Regions from separate parts of the Mus musculus genome. Here region 2 is linked to region 1. The links are chromatin contacts, called in public HiChIP or PLAC-seq maps. All regions are on one chromosome and are shown on one strand. Each heading gives the region's core, a stretch centred on a gene start, on an enhancer-like site or on the middle of the called end of the contact. The rest is flanking DNA. Distances are from core to core; before and after follow the strand shown. Region 1 has its middle 17 kb from the start of Lztfl1. Region 2 has its middle 12 kb from the start of Gm51701.

Region 1 (4,911 bases), core at 897-3,396:
GGGTCACATGGCCTGCTGGGGTCACACTAGGCTTGGAGGGAGTGCTGTTTTTACCTGCTCTGCTGCGATGGCATAGCAAGGGGACTCAGTTCTCAGGGTCTGTGCAGGAAACAAGGAGTGGCTGAACTACTCACTCCATAGGAACCAGTGGTGATTTTCTCACTTTAATCTTGAAAATCACTAGTTTTCTTCTGCTGTTAGGAGAGATTTTCAAGTTAGGTCTCCCCAGCCAATTCCAGAGAAGTCCATTGCCAGCATGTTTACACTTGCCTCTCCTTTGAGCCTATTTCTTCTGTGCTTTTACTGGAGATGATTTTTTTAGAGACAAGATATTAAAGAAAGTGACAAATCTGACCAGGGCCCAGCACACTGCTATGTGTGAAGTGTTTTCAGTGTGAAGGCAAGGACAACTTCCAGAAATAAAAACAAGCCTGGGGAGTGGGGCTTACCCAAGGCCAATGTCAGCACTGAGAGTGCTTGTGGGCACTGGAGTTGTTTTGAAAGACTCAAAATGAAAGGACAAAACCCTGACAGAGACAGAAACTTCAGAGGGCAAAAGTTTAAGAAGGGATTTATTTTTAATGTGAAGAGAGAGGGTAGATTATGAGTAAAACTAAAAACTGTAGTTCAGATACAAAGCTCTAGGAAGTCCTAAGCTTTGTGTTTTGCTGCCTGGTTGTCTATTCTGGGTCAGAAGCTAGCCAGGTATACCTGCCTGGTAACTAGAAGATGTTCTGCTAGTCTAAGAGAAAGATCATTGGATGTGTGCAGAGGAAAGATGAAGGATAGATTGCTGGCACTAAAAGAGTTGGTTTGCATGTATTGTGCATACAAAGGTATATTTATGCATGTGTTTTTACACTGATGCCAGAGGCAAAATCAAAAACCAGTAGGCACATTGCTGAGAACAAAAACTCTCACCATTTTTTTTTTTCAGTACAAACTAAAACAGGCAACTGGTTTAAGGTCCACGACTTTCTAAGGCTTTGTGAATCGCATCTTTCTGTATAACCAATTGAAAGAATTTACTCATCTTTTACCTAAAAAAGAAACCTGCTCATAGAAGCTGAAAGCTGGCAGGGAAGTGCTCAGCTTGTTATAAATGTGTTCTATATAAAGTTCCCCCTTTTGTGGCTAGCCTAAAGTTCTGTGCTATGGTTGAAATACTTCTTAATTTTTATTTTATGGGTATAAGTGTTTGCCTGCATATACGTATTTGTATCACATGTATGGGTCGTACCTTCTGAGGCCAGGAGAGGACATTGGATCCCCTGGAACTGGGCTTACAGATGCTTGCATTTTGCTTTTTGAGTTCTGGGAACCAAATGTGGATTCTCCACAAGAACAGCAGATGTTGGATTTCCCATCTGATGGTTATTATCTTTGTTATGGAGCTCACTTTTTGATTGAAGATATAAATATCACACATGGCTGATTATGAAGTTTAGGTGACCAAGTTTGTTAATTTGTCCAGCAAATGCACACTGTATATGTGATATGCATGCCAGGCACCAGCTAAGGCTCAGGGTCACAATAGTGAGATAGATGGGTACCTGCTCTTGAGAGCCAAAGTGAGTAATAAGCCTAAGCACACTGATTCTATGGATTGATTTTCCTTTGAAGAAACTCACAAATTCATGTTAGCCTCCAAATCCTCCATCTGTAATACCAGAAATGCATAGAAGAGCCAGAGAATGCTTCAATTTTGCTCCAGGGTGACTGATAGACAGACCTGAGCTGTGTACAAAGTGAGGTGCTATGGTGCTGTGATCTCTCTTCAGGCATACCTCCTTAGGGAGGGGAACAGAGGTGATACAAGACAGTCAAACTGAAACCCATTATGGTATCATGCAGGGTGTGGAAGATACAAGATTCTGGTCTTTTAACGATGATATTGGGTCTGGGCAGTGTTTTCCCCTCAAGCCACAGTGAAGAAACACTATCTTACTAGAGGAATTATCTAGAAGGAATACTGCTTCTCTGGTTTTTACTATTTTGACATATGGGAACGAAGAAAGGCTAGACCTGATCAAACTGCCACTAAGGAAAAAAATGGTTTTTGTGGCTTGGAAACTTCTTAAAGTGTGGGCCAATCAATGCCTTTGAACTCAGGCTTAAGATTCTCTACTTGTTGCTTGTACAGTCACTGGCGGTTAGGAAGGATGCCCAGCATGGCCTGCAGCCTTCCTTCAGAGGGGGAATTCTCTTGTATCTTGATGCAGGCAGAACACACACACACACACTCACACACACACACACACACACACACACACACACACACACACACACACACACACGAGATGGATACTGTTGGCATTTCACCTAGGCTCCACCTCATAGTTGTCTGGCAACAGTCAGGTATGCCTGACTCACTATAAAAGGGGCTGCTTGCCCCTCCTCTCTCTCTTGCCCTCTTTTCCTCTTGCTCTTGTTTCCTTACCTTCTTACCACTCTCTCCCCATTCCCCTCCCCCTTTCTCTCCACGTGCTCATGGCCGGCCTCTACTCCTCTATTCCTCTCCTCTCCTCTCCTTCCCCTGCTCCTCCTCCTCCTGTCTCTGTCTCTGTCTCTATCTCTCCTTTTCTCTGTCTCTGTTGCCCCCTCAACTCCCATCCATATGCCCTAAATAAACTATTCTCAGGGGGAAGGGATACCTCAGCAATGGCCCACAGAGGCACCCCGTTTCCCCACATCATACTGCACTTCCACCAAACATATCCCTGGCTTCTCTTTCATTTTATAAAACACAACGGATACCCTGCTAGTTGATTTGACCATTGTGTTGTGAGAAAGGCATGCTTCCTCTTTCCAGAATGCTTTGTATTATACTTGGATCCTCCCTTGTTCTGAAATTTGGTTTTATGTGAACTCAGTTTTGTCTGTATTGGAGTCTGGTGAGAAAAATATTATCATGGGATCCAAGAATACTCCAATAAAGAGACATTTGCTGAGTGTATAATTCATAGCTCCACAAAGATACTCCTAAAAGAAAAAGACAGAAACTTATCTGAGGAAGCTTATATCAACTCTGACATCATGCAATGTACATGGAGATATATTTAATGCCTTTTGAGTGGGAACGATATTTCTTTTTGTTTGTTTTTTGTTTTTTTTTTTCATGGATTGAATGACTTATTATTATTAAGATGTCAATACTAACAAAAACTACCTATAGATTTAACTTAATCCCTATCAGAATACACTGCCTTTTTTTGTATTCTTTCGAAATGTCATAGATGTATGCAATGGATCTTGATTGCACTCAATCTTGACTCTTTCTCACCTACTTCACCTGGTTCTCCGCCCCAATACATATCCCTTCTAGCTTCAAGTCTTCTTTTTATAAACCACTAAGTCCTCACTGGTGTCCAAGTGCACATAGCTGTTGGGAGGTTTACTGGGACATGGGCAATCTGCTAGTGGCTACCCTGTAAAGGAAAGCTACTCTGTATCCCAGAGAAGGCACTAATTGCCAATACCTACTCAGCTGATCTTAGGCCTCAGGAGCCTCTTCTGCCTCCATCTTGGAATCTTTTACTAGCATGATTTTATGCAGGCCTTGTGCAGATAACTACAGTTAGCATGTGTTCATATGTGCAACTATCATGTCAGGAACAGAAGACAAGTTTTGCTGCAATCATCTACTTCCTCTGACACTTAGCATCCTGTCTCCTCTTCTTCAGTGATCCCCGAGCTGTGGATGATGGGAGATTGATACAGAGGTCCCATCTATGGATGAGTGCTTACAGTCACTTACTCTGAGCACTTTGACCAGCTATATGAATCTCTTCATTAACTGCTACCCACAGCAGTAAAAAGCTTCTCTGGCCAAGGTTGAGAGCAGTACAGATCTGGGTAGCTGGATACGATGCACTTTCTTCCACCTCACACTTGAGAATTTGGATCAGTGTGTAGAAATTGGGATGCTAACAAGTTCTTCAATTGATTCTGAACCCAGTGATTCAAAGATGCCATCGTAAGTGAACACACTGAGGCACAAATGTTGATATAAAACCTCGGATCTTGCCAGGTCTGGTATGTCCTGCTCATCAATCCTCCTGGTGGGGAAGATAAAGCAAAGAAAGCTTTCTAGAAGTAACTATGATGGATGAAGTGGCTGCTGAAGAAAAGAGTAAGATTTTCAAATACAGCAATAGGGAAGACTGCTTTTCTTTTCTTTTATTGAAAATGGATTCTTTTCTCATAAAATATATCCTGATTATAGCTTCCCTCTCTTTATTCCTACTGATCCATGAGCAAGGAAGATCTTTACATCTTTTGATATCTTCTTCAATTTCTTTCTTCAAAGACTTGAAGATGTTTTTAAAATTGAATATTTTCTTTATTTACATTTTAAATGTTTTCCCTTTTCCAGGTCTCTCCTTTGGAAACTCCCTATCCCATCCCACCTCCCCCTGCCTCTATGAGAGTGTTCCCCCACCCACCCACCTATTCCTGCCTTTCCTCCCTGGCATTCCCCTACACTGGGGCATTGAACACTCTCAGGACCAAAGACTTCTCCTCCCACTGATGTCCAACAAGGTCATCCTCTGCCACATATGCAGCTGGAGCCATGGGTCCCTCCATGTGTACTCTTTGGTTGGTGATCCAGACCCTGGGGAACTCCGGGGATCTGGCCAGTTGACACTGTTGCTCCCTCCATGGGGCTGCAAATCCCCTCAGCAATTTCAGTCCCTTCTCCAACTCCTCCATCAGGGACCTGGCACTGAGTCCAATAGTTGGCTGCGAGCATCCTCACCTGTATTTGTCAGGCTCTGGAAGAGCCTCTCAGGAGACAGCAATATTAGGCTCTCATCAGCAAGCACTTCCAGGCATCCACAATAGCTTCTGGGTATGGTGGCTGTATATGGGATGGAACCCCAGGTGGGACAGTCTCTGGATGGCCTTTCC
Region 2 (4,911 bases), core at 1,452-3,951, 200 kb after region 1:
ACATTGGCCTGTTCAATGTTACCTTTCTACAGAAGGCAGGAGAAAGATACTCCTTTCCTAGGTTTGGACTTCCCTATGTTAGTCAGGAGTGGATAAATAGCACAGCAGGCACCAAATAAGCATGGACGAAACACACACATTGTAGATCCCACACATTGGTTCATGATATGAATAGGATAGAATAGCTATGATCTTTTCTGATTACTGTAGGGAGCTAGAAAAGCCACAGAAGGAGTTTGGGGGGGGGCATGAGTTTGAGGTCAATCTGGACTTATAACAGGATGCTGTCTCAAGTGAAAAGAGGAGTTTGTGGCACTATTGATCTATTTGTGGTAGGCTTACAATATGCCTCTTTTTATACTGTTCCTAACAAGCAAATGTTTCCCTATGACTTTTTGCCACATTCCATGGTGAGGGACTCCAGTTATCTTAATGTGTTCATCTGTTTACCTTGCTATAAAAAAATACCCAAGATTTGATACTTCATAAAGAAAAGAGATTTATTTAGGTCATTGTTCTGGAGGCTGACATTGGCATCGCTCTCTGGTGAGGCCCCTTAGGTGGTCAACGCAAGGGAGAGAGAGGAGGTAGGGCTTGCTCTTTTTAAAAAACCCTCTTCCAAGAATGAATCCAGATCTCCAAGAAAATCTCATTAGTTCCTTCCAGGGATTGATGGCCACCTCCTTCCGACCTAACTACTTAGAGCTACCTTTTAAAGGCTTTGTTTTCTTCCACATCACATCATCATAGACCAAGTCTCTAACACATGAATCTTTAGGGCTCATACTTAAACCCTATCTAAACCATAGATAGCACTTTGTTGATGCTGCCATCTGGGCTGGACAACTCCCTTTGTACTAGTAGCTTATCATAGATAATTCCTGGTCACATCAATGATTTTCCCCCAACGTTATCCCAGAACGTCTTTCTTAAGTGGGAAGATAGAGAGCTGTAATACAGATATGAAGCGCAGGAGAAAACCAGGGAGTGTACAGCAGACTTGGCTAGCGGTTCAGCCTTAGCACTCTTGAGATTCTATTGAAAGTAGAAGGGACCCAGGGATTCGTGAAGAAAAGTGGAGTAAGCACAGACATTATCAAGTCTTTGGGTTGAGAAAGAGGAGCAGGCAGTCTAGCCAGAATATTGCGATTCCCTTCTGTGAATCCAAAGAAGCTCCCAGGCCCAGGGGAAAAGGCCTACTCTTTGAAGCACAAGATGGGTCTCAGATCTTAGAAGCAAGACCAAGGCCAGTTTTCAAAGCGGGGCCTAAAGACTTCCAGTTTGTCTGATTCTAACAGAAGAGGCCATCCTCTGCTCTGTTCGCTGTCAGCAGTTTTTCACCTACTTTCATTCTGACTCCAAGCTGTAGCTCTTGGGTGATGTAGATGATGACGGCAGAGCCCAGATCTTTCCTTCTCAAAACAACATTGGAGAGAAGCTGCCAAAGCCACGCTCCCTCTGGTAGGTGGCACAAATCTGAAGCGGCAGGATATAAGGATGAAGTTGACATTGCAACTTTACAGTTTTAAAGCTGAGCACATCGGTTCCAGAGAAAACTTAACCTTTCTTAGTCTCTCCAAGCTTCCTTGGTGGGCAAATGATGGAGCAGCAGATAGAGAACTACTACAAAAGTCAACTCTTAAGGAGCTGCTATGGTTTGTAGAATATTACCTCCCGCTCTTGCGTTGTGTTGCCTCTCTCTTCTGGCTTGGAGCATGGGCGTTCTGGCTTTCCAGGAGCCATCTTGGTTCACAAGGTGATCTTAAGTATGGAAATCATAGAATAAAGACAGGGAAGCAGAAGCCAGAGTTCCCATCTTTGATGGCACTTATCATGACATAATCTTCATGTTTCCAGCAGGGTCAGACTTTAGGGTTCTTGCACCTAAGTGAGGAATAAACATGTGTCTTGATTAAGCCTTCCTTCAATGTGCAGCGTGCTGAGAACATCAACGTGGGCTTTGATGGGAGCTTGTTAGAGGCTCCAAACCTCAGAGCCAACCCAGACCTTTAGAATCAGAGTACTAATTTTAATAAGATCCTTAGGTGTTTCACTAACATGTGATGACTCGGGAAGCACTAGTTTACCATTACTTACAACTATTATTAGACTTTTCCGTTTTTAGCTTTTTTTTTTTGTTTGAATCTGGATCTCATGTATCCAAGACTGGTCTCAAGCTCATTATATAGTCAAAGATGACAGTGAACTTCCAGTCTTCTGCCTCCTGAGTGTTGGGAGGACAGAATCTCACCATGATGCTTAGTTTCTTTGGTTCTCAGAATCAAATCCTGGGCAAACACTCTACCAACTGAGCTATACTATCAGTCTGCTGAGCCTGAACCTATTTATTGCAGATAGAATAGGTGATATGCATGCGGGGTTCCTAAAAGCATAGGGCTAGAGGAGGGATGGTCGAGAAGCTCACTACCGGGTGTTCCCACGTCTCATTTCCCTGCAAGTATGCAAGGCTTTCTAGTAAGGTTTCTGAGGCTGGTGATGCTTAGCTTGAAGGAGGCAGACAAGGGGGCTTCCTAGTCATTCCGAAACTCAACACGCTCTTTTCAGTCACCATAGCTTCTGTTTCAAAACAGGCCTTTCTAGGCTAGATCGTCACATCTTCCCCACCTGTGACTCATAATTGATTGCTTAAGTGGCTCAAATGTTCTGTTACAAAACCCCAGGAAATGACCCTTCCACCATTCCAGCACACCTACACCCACCCAGAGGAGTCATGCAGGGAGTGGGCAAAGAAGCATCTCTCTTCTACAGATGACATTCTTAAAAAATGTTCTTGGCATGCTTCCAACTGCTTTTGATTAATCAAATGAAACATCCCACCTGAGAAGCAGCTATTCATAATAGACAGAAGCATAAATGGGAATTTCAAGGTCAGCTCTCAAGCCCTTGACATTGAACTTAAAAATTATTTATGATCTGTGTAAGTATATATGTATGTACATGTATATGCATTACCGTTTCACGTGTGTAGAGGTCAGAGGACAGCTTTGGCAATCAGTTTTCTCATCCCACTGTGTGATTCGGGGATGAAACTCAGGTTGTTAGGGTTGTAGGGCAAATACTTTTGCTCACCAAATCATCTTGCTGACCTGAACTTGAACTTCTGATCTTGAAGCTTAAGTTTTTACGATGTGCTATTGACCTTTGAATAAACAGTCTTTCTGACATTAAACTAGGTTTTCTCAGATGAATGCTTAAAATCACATCTTCCTGGGGACTTTATTCTAGTCTCAAGTATGACAGCAGTTTGGGGTGTGAATAAATGTGCTGGGTCTTCAGGACTTTCACACGAATCCCTCTGAGACGTCAGTTTCCTGATGCATCACTTGGAGGCTTTGAGAATAGGGTGGTGCTGGATCTGCTTGGATAAATGCTTCTTCATGATGTTTCTGATGTGGCTTGGAGGCTCCTTCCCCACACAATAGACCTGTGGACTCCCCTAACAACTTATGGATAGTGTGTAGTTTTTAAACCCCTTATCTTCAAATTTTGATCTAACACTTTAGATAATAAACTACGATTTACTATACTGTTTCACCACAGTGCATCTTATTTTTGTAGAAGTGAGGTGTAGTGGTTCTTTGCTTTTTTTCTGTAATAAATTGCCAAACATAAAACTCCATTTTGGGTTATCAGTGGTTCTCAACATTCTTAATGCAGCAATCCTTTAATAGTACAATTCTTTATGTTGAAGTGACCCCCCCCAACATAAAATTATTTTGTTGCTACTTCATAACTGCAATTTTGCTACTGGTTTGAATTTAATGTTGATACGCAACTCCTGAAGGATCATGATCTGCAGGTTGAGAACTACTGGATTAGATGATTACTCTACAGGCCATGAAATTTGGTTCTGAGTCCTTGATGGTAAGTGCTATCTTCATATTTAGAGGACATTTCTTAGCCTGATGTGGTAGTTTTGCTGTGGTTATGACTTTCAACATATTTCCTGCTTTGCTTGCAAAACATTGACTGCTTACCTCTTTGTGGGAAGCCGTAGCCCCAAAGCTTGCAAGTTTCTTAAAGGTGCATCACTGTCCTTCAGTGTGTTGGGTCTAAGTATGTCAAAGTTAATATGAGTGTATTTTAGAGTAAATGATTATAATGCTGTTAGAGAAATATGAGGTGTGCAGCACCTCACAGCCTTGACTTTTCACCCTCTCAACAAATGAAAGTAGGACTTAGGTATTCACGTAGCCAGGGTGGTCTGGGTTGCATTATATTAGTGGTAATACTCACACTTGACAGAAATGCAGATTCAAATTTGTAAGCTGTTAGAACTGAACGGGGCCCAAGAACTCTAAACCTCATTCTGATGTATACACCTACACACAGAGGCACACACACAGAAGCATGGGCACATATGTTTATAGCTTATGGTTTTGGGGAACCTTTTGATTAGAACATTTATAACAGAAGAACACATCTTTATAACATTACAAATACTGTCCAGGTCTTGAATTGTATAATTTATTAAGTCTCAGCAATGTCCTAATCTGTGTTGAGGTTGATTGTTTATCTGTACTGCTATTTCTTTTTGATGCCTTTCTAGTCTGGGCTAATTATTTTTCTCTTTTAATAAATTCTTTTTGTACAATATATTTTGCTCACATTCTTTCCTCTTCCATAAATCCTCCCAGATCTTCCTCACCTCCCTACCCATCCAACTCCATGTTTTTTTTTTTAAACAAACCTCCAAACAAACAAAAACCAGTAAGTCAAAAAATTACCAAACCAAAACAACCAAGCAAACAGAAAACAAAAAGTGCATAAAAAATATGCAGTCCATTTTTGTGTTAGCCAACTACTCCTGGACATGGAGCCTGCCTTGGAGTGTGGTTGATATACCCAGTGATAGTCCATTAGAGAAAACTAATTTTACCTTTCTCAGAA

Evidence for each region. HiChIP or PLAC-seq counts read pairs in DNA pulled down with a chosen protein or histone mark.
Region 2: a BATF HiChIP or PLAC-seq map of CD8 T cells shows a contact between it and region 1, with 7 read pairs. The contact joins two enhancer-like sites. A contact is called at or near these places in 3 of 115 datasets of contacts at active chromatin or transcription factors (CD8 T cells, bone marrow-derived macrophages and microglia).

The regions. Positions count from the first base shown.
Region 1 is chr9:123,732,210-123,737,120 of GRCm38.p6, forward strand. No RefSeq gene overlaps it. Among named protein-coding and RNA genes, the nearest start is that of Lztfl1, 17 kb to the left of the region's middle. Within about 2 kb of position 2,147, at least 11 of the 459 cell types and tissues checked have an H3K27ac peak or open chromatin away from gene starts, as enhancers often do. A contact at or near this core is called in CD8 T cells, where this site is marked.
Region 2 is chr9:123,934,205-123,939,115 of GRCm38.p6, forward strand. No RefSeq gene overlaps it. Among named protein-coding and RNA genes, the nearest start is that of Gm51701, 12 kb to the left of the region's middle. Within about 2 kb of position 2,702, at least 65 of the 459 cell types and tissues checked have an H3K27ac peak or open chromatin away from gene starts, as enhancers often do. A contact at or near this core is called in CD8 T cells, where this site is marked.